Linked DNA regions of Bos taurus: region 2 is linked to region 1. Evidence: chromatin contacts called from public Hi-C data. All regions are on one chromosome and are shown on one strand. The core of a region is the stretch at or near the end of the contact, and the rest is flanking DNA. Distances in the headings are between cores, read along the strand shown.

The links. A called contact is a pair of places that touch in the nucleus more often than the background predicts.
Region 2: a Hi-C map of skeletal muscle shows a contact between it and region 1, with 2.8 times the contacts expected there. The contact joins two enhancer-like sites. A contact is called at or near these places in 4 of 11 Hi-C or Micro-C datasets (blastocyst, liver, skeletal muscle and 1 more).

The regions. Positions count from the first base shown.
Region 1 is chr29:40,129,406-40,135,383 of ARS-UCD2.0, forward strand. It overlaps a transcript of DAGLA not described here. Among named protein-coding and RNA genes, the nearest start is that of DAGLA, 30 kb to the right of the region's middle. Within about 2 kb of position 3,831, at least 32 of the 102 cell types and tissues checked have an H3K27ac peak or open chromatin away from gene starts, as enhancers often do. A contact at or near this core is called in skeletal muscle, where this site is marked.
Region 2 is chr29:40,164,558-40,170,535 of ARS-UCD2.0, forward strand. DAGLA (diacylglycerol lipase alpha) reads left to right here. Exons shown (of 19, transcript NM_001192583.3): 3 at 6-107; 4 at 885-1,023; 5 at 4,168-4,255. Among named protein-coding and RNA genes, the nearest start is that of DAGLA, 5.2 kb to the left of the region's middle. Within about 2 kb of position 2,859, at least 5 of the 102 cell types and tissues checked have an H3K27ac peak or open chromatin away from gene starts, as enhancers often do. A contact at or near this core is called in skeletal muscle, where this site is marked.

The DNA.
Region 1 (5,978 bases), core at 2,581-5,080:
TCTCTACACCTCAATTTCCCCATCTGTAAGATGGGGACAGTAGAACCTCCCACAGGGAGCAGGGATTGTAAGGACCGCATGCCTGGTGAGTGGAGGGATCCCAGTGGTGAGAAGCACACTCGGTAAGTGCTTCTGCTCCTGCATTCGGGATCTTTCCCACAAAACAAGCAGCTTCATCCTGATCTGCATATATTAGCACCAGGGGAGACGCAATAGGTTATGTCCCTTTTCTTGATGAGGAGAAATTAGTTCCACCCTACCCTCGGCATGGTTGGAATCTGGCATATCTGTCAATAGAATCATACTCAAGATAACGTTGTGGCCCCTGGCATATGTTCCCACTCCGATGGAGCTGATGGTTATTTCTTGAGCACCTTCTGAGACCTGGAGGTCAGTGAGAGCCACGAAAATGAAGTGGACATGCGTGCATGTATGCTCAGTCATGTCTGACTCTTTGCGATCCCATGGACTGTAGCCCACCAGGCTCCTCTGTCCATGGGATCTCCTAGGCATGAATACTGGAGTGGGTTGCCATTTCCTACTCCAGGGGACCTTCCCCACCCAGGGACCAAACCCGCATCTCCTGCGTCTCCTGCAATGGCAGACGGATTCTTTACCACTGAGCCACCGGAGAAGCCAAAGTGGCCATACCAGCACCTATAAGGTATGGAATCTGGTGTTTACAACCTATTGAGAAGCTACGAGATGGACCTAGAGGTCTCCACTGTAACATCAAGAGGTGGGTGCTACCGGAGGTCAAAGGAGAGAGAGCGACTCAAACCATGGAGATCAGGGGAGACTTAAGTGGCTGTGGCCTTTAACCTGGGCCAGCCAGGTGACTGTAGAGGAAATGGCAGCAACAGGGGATATGGCTGAGAAAGCGAGGGGCTGACCTTTTGTGGTCTGGCTTGACCGTGGGAGCAGGAAATGGAAGAGATAAAAGGTAGAGAAGTGAGTTGGGGCTGGGTCCCCAAGAGCCACAGCCGTGAGGCAGAAGGTCCGGTCCTTGAATATGGCAGTCACCACAGTGTTCTGAGCGGAGTGTGCCGGGAAGAGGTGTTGTTGCAGGTGCCAGGGACCCAGGGGCTGGGGAGCAGGAACGGGGAGGCTGGTACCCAGGCAGTGGCTGCCCTTGGGAGGCCGGGAAGGTGGAGACCACGAGGTTTGTCACTTTGGTCAGTAAGAGGGGGGGCCTGGGGCAGAGCCTCTTCTGGGACTCAGATGCGGCTCCCACACTTGCCTTCCAGCTGCTTTGACTTGGTGGGGAGGAGGTTCCAGGTTGGGGGTGCAAACAGGAGGCTGTCGGGGATGCCCTGAAGGAGGCTGTGCTCCTTCATCCCCGAGCACCCACCAAGGGGGCTCTAGTTCCTCACATTTCTTGCCAGGTGTCTGATCATTTTCTCACCACATTACCCCTTGAAGTTTTGCCTGCCCGAGTTCAGCCCAGGAGGTTACTATTCTGGGAAGTTTCATCAGAAACCCTCTTGGCGTCTGAGAGCTCTCTGAGTTGGAGGCTGGGTGGGAGGAGAGCTGGGCTTAGCTTCACCTGCGTTTGGGGAGCTGCTCCTGAGGACCAGCTCCTCCACCTGGAGATGGCCGTGCTGCAGAGCCTGCAGGCCGGGGACAGGAGGGTGGGCCGTGCTGTGTAAGGTGAGGCAGTTTACGCCCCAAAGTGGCCCCTTGTCCTTGCCTTTCCCGGAGCCATTTAATTAATTTATGATTGATGTTCCTGGACTTCCTTGAGGTTAATTTATTATTGATGTCTCTTCATTATATACAATCCGCCCTGCACCTCCCAGCACGCGGCGGCTCCCTCTGGGCAAGCCTCACGTGGGGTGAGGTCGGTGAGGCCGCTCCTCTGGCTCCCTGCCCCCACCCACCTTAGGGCCAGAGCCCCACCCTCGGCTCTTGCCAGACCCTTTCAGGTTTGAGGGGTCGGGAGGCCTCAGGGCATCTGTCTCCAGGAGCCTTTGCTCAGCCACCAAATAACAGTAATAATAACAATAGTTTCCATTTTGTGAATGCTGGGAACTCAACCTGGGACAGCATATAGCACAGAGAGAATCCCACTTACTCCTTGTGATAAGTATCCCTCTACTTGTCCATCCCTCTCCACTCGTGTCTTATAGGAGGCTCAGAGAGGGTGAGTTACCTGCCCAAGGACACACAGCAAGTAGGTGGGAAGCCAGGGCTTGAGCCCGGGACCTTCCCCTCTCCTCCCTGAGCCCTGCCTCTCCTTCAGGCCCACACAGTGCCCCCATCTACTGTGATGCCTTTCTTCCCCACCCCCCGGCCATCGCACACCAGGACTGTACTACGTGATGCGGTCAGGGGTTGGAGCACAGGCGCCCTTCTGAGTGTGTGTTGTTAAACGTTCATGGCTTGTTCCCCTCACTAATGCATGTTCTCACTAAAGACTAAAAATGATGGCAAATAGCACTTACCGAACACGCCAGGCGCCATGCTAAGCACTTTTCATGCATTAGCTCATTTAATCCCCATGACCACCCAAGAGGCAGGTGGTATTAACCCGTTTTATAGGTGAGGTGTGGAAATGTGCTCTACGTGGTCGGCTGACAGAGGGCAGAGCCTCCTGTACTCCAGCAGCCTTGAGATACAGGGTGCTGGCCTCATGCTCCCGTAATTATCTCCTCTCTCCATCTCCCCTGGCCTGTTTATCTGATATCTGTGTATTTATCCAGCGGCCTCAAACCTTTTGCATGTCTGGTTTGATATGTTGGCCTGTGTTGGATGGGACCAGGAGCACCCATTCCAAGGGTCCCAAGATGGGTGATTTTAGGGAGACAGCAAAGCAGGTCGTGGGTGCCAGGCTTGGATCCTGCCTCTGGCTCTGCTGGGCAACTTCAGATGAGTCATTCAGCCTTTCCAAGCCTCAGTTGCCCCATTTGTATAACAGCAACAATGATATTTACTCTGTCTCCTTCTCTGGCTGTGCCCATGCTCAGAGGCAATGCTGGGTGGGAAAGACACTCTGCTGGTCAGGGGTTAGAATTGCTTGTGTGTGAGATTCAAAGCTTCAGGACCTGGCATGAAGGCCAGGAATGCTTATGACTGGGCATGCATCCGGGCCAGGGATCTACACCCACGCTGTGAGCTGCCCGCACAGACTAGTGAATTCTGTGGTTTACCAGCTGGAAGGCCTTGCTTGAGGACCCTCCTGGGCCAAGAGCTGGTCAGGAGGTCCTCAAGGGGGCCAGGCCCCAGTCTGGTGTCCCAAATGGCTGACCAGCGTGCCTGGGTCCTTTGGAGGCCACCCCACCTGCCCTGGGGCCTTCGGTCATGTGGAAGTGCACGGGGCCTGCCTGGAATTCGGACCTCACCACACATCTTGTCTGCCACTTGCCCGGGCAGCCTGACCAGATCACTTCAGGCAGGTTCAGTGCGGACAGAGGATGGCTCACCATGCCACCCTGGAGTACCTCCCCTCACCCCTCCAAGTATGCGGAAAGCCCGCTGGAGAGGTGAGCCCCACGTCTGCTCCAGAAGGCGGTGAGACCGTCAGCTTCCCGATGGCAGGCTTCCCAGGGCGTTGGCTAGAAACCCTCTGCTTTCTCATCAGCTTTACTCCGAGCATGTCTCAGCGCTGGACTGGGTCTGGGGGCAAGGTTGGCGGTGCTCCCCTGGGCCCCAGGGAGGAGGGCAGAGGCCTTAGACTGTGGCAGGGGTGAGGCCCGCCTGGCATGGCCGTTGGAAATCTGTGGCCGGGTTGCAGCGAGGTGACGGCTGGTTTCATTTCCCAAGTTTCCGCCCTCTGCAGGCGGGGATTACATCAGACTCTACTTCAGAGGAGCTCTACACTGCCCTGGGCCAGCTGCCCCGCTGCAGCTTCGGGCTGGCCCAGGTCCTCCCGGCAGCCCTGGGCCCAGCGGACCGTCCTGGCCTCTGTAGTCTCATTGGACATGCTGCCTCCTGGTTGGCACTGCCCACCTAGCCCGCTCGGCCCGGCCAAGCCTCCCAAGACCACGCTGCCCCTCTTATTCTTCCAATCACCCAGCTCCGATTCATTCTCTCTTTAAAGTCAGTGTAACATAGGCCTGTGAACATGGACTTTAGCATAAAGCTCCATTCAAGTCCACTGCTATGTGGGCAAGCCCCTCAACTCTCAGAGCCTCAGTTTCCTCGTCTCTAAAGTGGGGGGGGGGTGTCTAGTGGAACACAGCACACCGGGCAGCTGTTGGGATCAAATGAGATGCCACCTCTTTGGACATTCTGCTCAATGCCAGGAGCACTGTAAATGTTACCTGCCGTCCACTCATCTGTCCCCCCAGGGGACCCTCCGCAACTTTCATGAGGCTGCATCTTGCAGCCAGGCAACCCTGGCGCTTCTCAGGGCTGGCAGTGACCCGCCGGCCCTCTGGCATCCAACCCTGTTCCCACCCCAGCACTCTCCGAGGTGGCCCATCCCTCTTGGTTCCTCTCCTAGTTTGGTTTCCTTCCCTTTGGCGCCTCTTCCATCCGGCTGCCTTTTTTTCTTTTTTCTTTTTTTTCATCCACCTTTTCCTCCCCTGAGGTTTCTGGGAGAGGCCAGTCTTTCCTTAGAGAGTCTCTGACCCCTTTGTGCCAAGGGGCCGTCCCCCCGCCCCTCCCCCTCCCCACGACTGTGGGAAGATGGACTGTGGGTGGGACTGTGCACCCCAAGCATGGGGGTCATGACTTGGACTCACAGCCAAGAACGCTGGTGACCTTGACAAGTCCAGAGTCCCATCCGGTCCTGTCCAGCCCTGGGAGCCTGTCGGTTGGGGCAGCCTCTCCTGCGACTGGAGGAGGCCAGCCTGCGCGGCCACAGCAGTGCTTCCTGAGCCAGCAGACCCTGCTTCATCCTCCTGGGTTCTGGGCACTTGTGGAAGGAGAAGGGGAGTCAAGCCCGGGGTCCTGGAGCCAGAAAATCCAGCCACATCTGGAGTCTCTTTCCTCCTAGGAAGTCAAGGAATGTTTCTCAAGAGGTGGCTTCAGCCTCATACCTTTGAGAGAACTTGGTCTTCCGCCCGACACCGTCCCTGGGACCCAGGCCAGTCTGCAGAGCCAGGAACAGCCCCGCCACTTGTAAAACTCCCATCCACCCGCTCTCAGGGACCCTGGTCAAGCAGCTACTGCAGGCCAAAGTTCCGTGCCTGGAGCTGGGAGTAAGCTAAGTTACCACCGCTTCCTCAGAGAGTTCCCAGGTTAGGGCCGGATACATAAACAGACAATGTAACAACGGCAACAAAGAGCCAAGAATCCTCTCCCTGCTGGGTACACCTTCCTCAGTGCTCTGTCTGCCCTTAACTCATTTAATGCGAAGAACAGACACAGCTCTGGTGCAGTGGGCGCTCACCCAGTTCTGTGCTGGGACCATGCCCTGGGAGGGAGGCATGTGCGTTTGACAGCTGAGGGGCGGGTTGAGGATCTCAGCTTCCTTAGAGAACTGAAGAAACCTGCTCAAGGCCGTGTGTTTGCAGCTGGCCAGCTGGGGGACCCCCATTCATCTGGCCCCTGCTCTCGGGTTGGGGGGGAGCGGCGGGAGGTGTTCATTCTTGCTCCCCGACCTGGTATCGGGTTGGGGGACCCCTTGAGCCCCAGGAAGGACAGGTTCCTACAAAAGGAAGACCCCCAGAGCCACCCTATTGCTGAGAGGACCAGCCTCCCATCTCCTTTGTCACTGCCCACGTGTGGGCCCGTCCGTGGCTCAGACCCTGTGCCTTGGCAGGCCGCTTGGGGGGGCTTCCACTCACCCCCACGCCCCCTGCCAGCCTTGCTGAGCTGCTGCAGATTGTTCTCCTTGTCGCCTGCCTGCTCCACCGTGCGGCGTAATAAATGGCTAACAGAGGGCCCCCATTCTCTGGGACCGCCTTCTCCATTTCTTGGCCCCTTCAGAGAACCTGATACCCCCCTCCACCCCAGGTGAACCCTATTCAGCAGGCTTCCGGCAGTGGTAACTAAGCCGGGCGCCCAGCCCACCACCTGCTCAGTACTTTATA
Region 2 (5,978 bases), core at 1,609-4,108, 34 kb after region 1:
TGCAGCCATCCTGGTAATCGAGTTCATCTATGCCATCGTGGGCATCGTTTGGCTCACCCAGTACTACACCTCCTGCAACGACCTCACTGCCAAGAACGTCACGCTCGGTATGTTGGTCAGGCCTGGGGTGGCAGGGCCAGGCCAGGTTAGAGAGGGCAGTCCCGGGGTGGAGGGGACACTGCATCCTTAACCCTGGGTTGGGGGCTTCCCCGATGGCTCAGTGGTAAAAGAATCCACCTGCCACTGCAGAAGACAAGGGTTCAATCCCTGGGTCAGGAGGATCTCTTGGAGAAGGAAATGGCAGCCCACTCCATTATTTTTGCCTGGGAAATCCCATGGACAGAGGATCCTGGCTATAGTCCATGGGGTCTCAAAGAGTCAAATGTGACTGAGTGACTGAGCACTCATGCAACCCTGAGGTGGAAGGGACACGGCCAGCCCTAACTCTAACCCTGAGATCAGGGGTCGGGGGGCCAGGTTAAAGGGTAGTAAGCTAGATACCTTGAGGAGGAAACAGTTTCTGTGAGCTTGGCTGATGGATTGGCTGGGCGAGGCTGTAGCCTTCATCCTGAGGTCCACTGTCCCCGCCTTGGGGGGCCCTGGTCTGGGGGCACACAGCAGCAGGCACAGAGCTGACCAGGGCTCTGGAAACCCACATAGCCGTCTGCTCTGTGCCAAGGATGGGCCTGGCGGGGGGGTGGGGGGGTGGTCACAGCTCAGCCAAGGGACGGCCAGGTAGCCGGAGGCTGGGGCTGGGGCCTTTGGAGTCTGACTGTAGGGCCCCAGAAGCATTTTGAGGTAGGGAGGCCCCAGCGCCCCTTTCTTCAGGGTCAGAGAGGTGTCCCCAGTGCCATGCCCCTTGGCTTCCCACCGCTCCTCCGCAGGGATGGTCGTCTGCAACTGGGTGGTCATCCTGAGTGTGTGCATCACGGTCCTCTGCGTCTTCGACCCCACGGGCCGCACCTTCGTCAAGCTGAGGGCCACCAAGAGGCGGCAGCGCAACCTGCGGACCTACAACCTGCGGTCAGTGGCCAGGCGGGGGTGGGACTCGCTGACCCCGGGCAGGCAGAGGCCGGCCCCGGGCCTCCCTCACTGCATCTCCACCTGTGTGAGCCCCAGGTGCTGGCCCAAGGCTTCCTGGTCTGTAAAGTGGGAACGCGATCATTCCTGCCTCGTGCAGCTGCCGGGGTGTTTATCAGAGTGGTGAACACTGGCGCTCACGGGAGCTTCGTGCTCAGATCATCTTCAGGACTAAAACATGGGAGTAGTAATAGGAAGCGCTCAGACAAGTGAGCCCAGAAGTGCACGTATTAACTTACAGTAACTCCCTGAGGTCGCTGTTGGTGTCATCCCCATAATACAGAGGAGGAAACGGGGGCACAGAGAGGTTATGTGACTTGCCTGAGGTAGCGCAGCTGGCCAACAGTGGAGCTGGGTCAAGCTCAGTCAGTCTGGCCTTAGAGCCCTGGCTCTTAACCACTAGGCGAGGCTGCCTCTAGGATTAAGGGGGCTGCAGGAGGTTAACCAAGGCAGGCTTCTTGCCGGGGGGAGTGTTTTTCACAGTGTTTTGGAGAAGGAGGGAGGCAGAGAAAATGAGGCAGGGCATCCAGGACGGTCACAGAGTTCCTGTTTATTGAAAGAAAAAGAGCAGAAGGGCTCTCAGGGTAGGCCCCAGTGGCTCCCGCTCATTGAGCTTCTGTCCGGGGTTAGGCCCTGCACTTCCACCAGCAGTCCTTTTCATCCTTTGGCCAACTCTGGTGTGGCTGTGAGACCCATTCTACAGATGAGCGGTCCGAGTCCCAGGGAGGGCAGGCCACGTGCCCCGAGTCAGGTTGGTGGGGGAGTGAAGCTGCCACTCCACCCCCAGCCCAGGGCAGCAGGGGTGGGAGCCCTCACCCAGGGGAGCGGGCTGCCTGGGCCCCCACCCCACCCTCCCACGCCCCTCCGTCCAGCCCCCCTGGGCCCTCCACGTCAGCTGGGCCCTGCAACCAGAGCCACACCCACGCCTGGACTGGCCACCTCCCAGCCCCAAATGCCAGGTTTGGGAGCTAAGGCCCCAGAGCCCGTTGTTCCTCCCGGTGGCGCAGCTGGCCACCACCACCTGTCCCATTTTGCTCATTCCGAGCACGTGCCCCCACCTGACCTGGTTTCTGGGCTCCTGGGGCCCTGGCGGGGAGGGGGGGCGGCGAGGAAATTCCCCTCCCCTACTCTGGATAATTGCCTTTGGGGCCCAGGGCAGCCAATGCCTTTAAGGTGGAGGTGGTTGGTGGTGGCTGTCATCTGAATTAGTAAGTCTTCTAGCGGTTCTGGGCCCTGTGCGGGTTGTAAAAGGCCTCAAGTTCCTAGACCCCCACCTGTTGCGGATTCTCCAGCTCTTGGATGGGCTGGAGAGGGCAGCCCAGTCCATGACTGGGTTACTGTGACCACCTCTCCGGCTCTTCCCCCTGGCCCCCTCACTCTGCTCTTAGACCAACAGAAAGTTTTTCTTAACAAGGACGTTTTTCAAGCCTGCTGACCCTTCATCTGCTTCCAGGTTTGGCTTTGTGCACAAGCCGCGCTGATCCACACCGTTGGGTTATTTTAGTTTCTGGGAGTTAGGGAGCTGCTCAAGTCCTGGGCCCTTTCTCCTTCCGGCGAAATCTGGAAGGGTTTGGGATGGGTTCTTCTCACCACTGCTCCTTGGGAGCCTGACCTTGGATCTCTGCTGGAGTGTCTGCCCTCCTTTCGCTTTAGTGAGCCCCAGGGCAGAGGTGTGCCAGGTCCATGAACTTTCGGTCCAGACAGAATGTCCCTCCCCGGTATCTTGGTCTCTGTAGCCCAACAGATGTATTAGGCCAAACATGTCATTGGCTCCATCTGCCCCCTGGTGGGCATAAAGTGTACTGCAGTAGAGTATACAGGACTTCATCTGCCAGAGGGAAGGGAGGAAATTGTCTTTGAATGTTTGACAGCCAGTTTGGTTAGAAAGAGTTAAAGAACGCGATGCTCTGGGTACTCAGCTTAGCCGACATGCTGTCCCTTCATCCAGCCCCCAGTAGAGGGGGACGTTGGCTTAGGATATGAGGCTGCCCAAGTCCCTTAGGGCTGGCAGGTTCCAGAAACAGCAAGCCCCTTGCCCTGTTTCCTAACCTACTCCTGTCGCCCTGATGGCCCTGTGGCTTCCCCTGTCCTTGCGGCCCATAGCGCTGTGGCACCAGGATTGGGAGCAGGAAGTGGCTGTTAGCTGCAGAGAGGAGGCGGAGGCAGCGACCGCCTGGCCTGTCACTGCTGATGGATGCTAAGTGCCTTGCAGGCATCCAGGGTCATTCAGAGCCTGCCCCTCCTGACCACCCAGCACCAGGCTCTGAAAGGGCTGGCGGGGAGGGCGCATGTCACGAAAGCCAGCCAGCCCCTCTTGCTCAGTCTGGAAATGTACATTTTTAATGTTGGATCTGTGATCTTTATGCTCAAAACACACACTGACCTCTGGACACTCAGCGTTGGAAGGGTCTCTGTGGATAACTGGCCAATCAATCACTCTTGCTTTGAGTGCAGACTCCTGGGTGTCCTGCCTCCCCATCAGAGCAGCCATACCCACTGGGGCTGGGGGTGGAGGTGGGGGAATGGAGAGGAGCCAGCCATGCAGATGAAGGGCAGGGCCCTCTCCCCTGTAATATAACGGATCTAAGGCGCTGCAGCATGCTGAACCTCATTCAGCCCCTTAAGCTTCCCCAAGTACAGAGATGAGAGAAATTCTTTCTGAGAGGGGAACAGGTCTGGCCAGCAGGTCTGCTCCCAATGTGGAATAAATCGGCAGGGAGGCCCAGCACTCTGCCGCCAGCTCCCAGGGCCCTTGGTTGGAGCCTTTGGCGTGGGCTTCAGGGCAGCCCCCAGTTCGGGCTCCCAGCTCCGAAGCCCCCGGGTGTGCTGGTGTCCTCGTGTCAGAAGCTGGAAGCACAGGCCCCGGCCTCGGCCAGCAGGAGCCCCTCAGGGAGAGCCCTGCAGGCTGACAGCTCGCTGGCCCCGTGGCTTTGATCCGGCCCAGGCCTGTTGTCCCCCCAGACCCTCCTGCCAGGGAGCCCTTTGCCAGGGCCCTGAGAACAGGCTGCCCTGTTTCTGTAATGTCTGGGCCCAGCTCTTCTGGTCCAGCCCTCTGACCTCACACATACCAACTCTCCCCCACTGCAGGCACCGCTTAGAAGAGGGTCAGGCCACCAGCTGGTCACGCCGGCTCAAAGTGTTCCTCTGCTGCACTCGGACGAAGGACTCCCAGTCAGTAAGTACTGGGAAGTCGCCGCCCTGGGGCTCGGGTCCTTGGCTCTGCCGGGTGGGGCGGGGCCGGGCTTTGAGCAGGACAGGAGGTGACAGCCTGCTCCTCAGAGGACCTGTTGTCATTCACCACCCGACTCCCTCCTGCATGTGAAACAGCCCTTCCCTTCCTTTGTCAGGGGACAGAAAAATGGGAAGACCTTTTATTGACCCCCTTGGAACTTAGAGATGAGTCTAGGAGAAGAGGTACTCAAGTATCAGGGCGACCTGAAGACAAAGAAAAGCCAGCAGCATCTCACCAGCTGCAAGGGCTTCCCTGGTGGCTCATCAGTAAAGAATCTGCCTGCCAATGCAGGGGACATGGGTTCGATCCCTGGGTTGGGAAGATCCCCTGAGGCGGGTATGGCAACCCACTCCAGTATTCTTGCCTGGAGAATCCCATGGACAGGGGATCCTGGTGGGGTACAGTCCATGGGGTCGCCAGACTAAACCACAACCAGCTGCAAGTCCTTCTGTAAGATCAGCTGCCGTGCGGTCAGTGCGGCCCTGGCCAGGCACCGTCAGCCCTCCGCACCCACTAGGGCGCTGCAGAAGGAAGGTGGGTCAGCAGTGGGTGGCCCCTGGGTGGGGGAGGGGAGGCAGGGCCCTGGGGAGCCCTCCGTGGAGCCCCGCCCCCTCCAGTGCTGGCAGGGTCCTTAGGGATCATCTAGCCCCACCCCTCATTTTGCAGATCAGGCAACTGAGGCCCAGAGAGGTGGAGTGACTTGCTCAGCGTCCCACAGCTAGGTAGTGGCAGAGCCAGTGAGGTCAGGAGACCACTCCTGCCTGAGCCAGACAGCCAGTGCCCTCCATGGAAGCCACCGGAAAAGCCTCCAGTGGCTCCTACCCACCCGCAGCCCCTGCTGAGCCATAGAGTGAGTAATCAAGTGTAAGAAAGCCCCTCCCACCCCCGGAGGTTCCCTGGTGGGTGGGAAGCACCCCCACGGGGCTCTCTGGGGGGGTCTCATCCAGGGCACATCCACCCCTCCTGGCAGGCAGATTAGGGGCTGGTGTTGGACTGGGAAAAGGCAGGGGGTTCCCCAGAAGCTGGGTCCCACCAGACACTGATGGTGATCAGGTCAGGTCAGGTCAGGTCCCGCCCAGAGTTTTGATCAGCTCACACTATGTTGCTCAAACATTTGCACTGGATGCCAGGATTTAAAAATCGGGGGCGTTTGTGTCGAGTTCAGTATTTCTAGATTCGGCCCTTGCATTAGGCGCTTGAGTTTGCAGCCCTTGATTTTTCTTCTCTCACAAGTGCCAGATACTCAGGGGCGAAACCCAGCAGGAGAAAGCCGGTTGCCATGAGTCTGTTCCCACCACAGCCTCTCCTGACAGGTTAGGGAAGAGGTTCCAGGCTCCCACTTGTCGGGAGGCAGAGAGGACTCTGCACAGGGCTGGCAGGGTTGCCTCTGTCCGCACGACCTCCTCCCAACCCCCGGCCCCAAGCACGGGTGTCCTGAGGACAGAGCTTGCAGGGCAGCTGGGGGCCAGGGGCCCTGCATCACACACCCCTTCTCCAGACACATGGTGGGGGTCCCTGAGCCTCCAGTTGTGGGCAGAAATGGGAGGGGGCCTGAGATCCTGGGCTCCAAAGGGCCTTTAGCGGGGCCATTCAGGGTCACAGCTGGAGGGAGGTGGGAAGAAACAGCATGGGAAAAAAGCAGCCAGGAGCTCATTTGGCTCCTCTG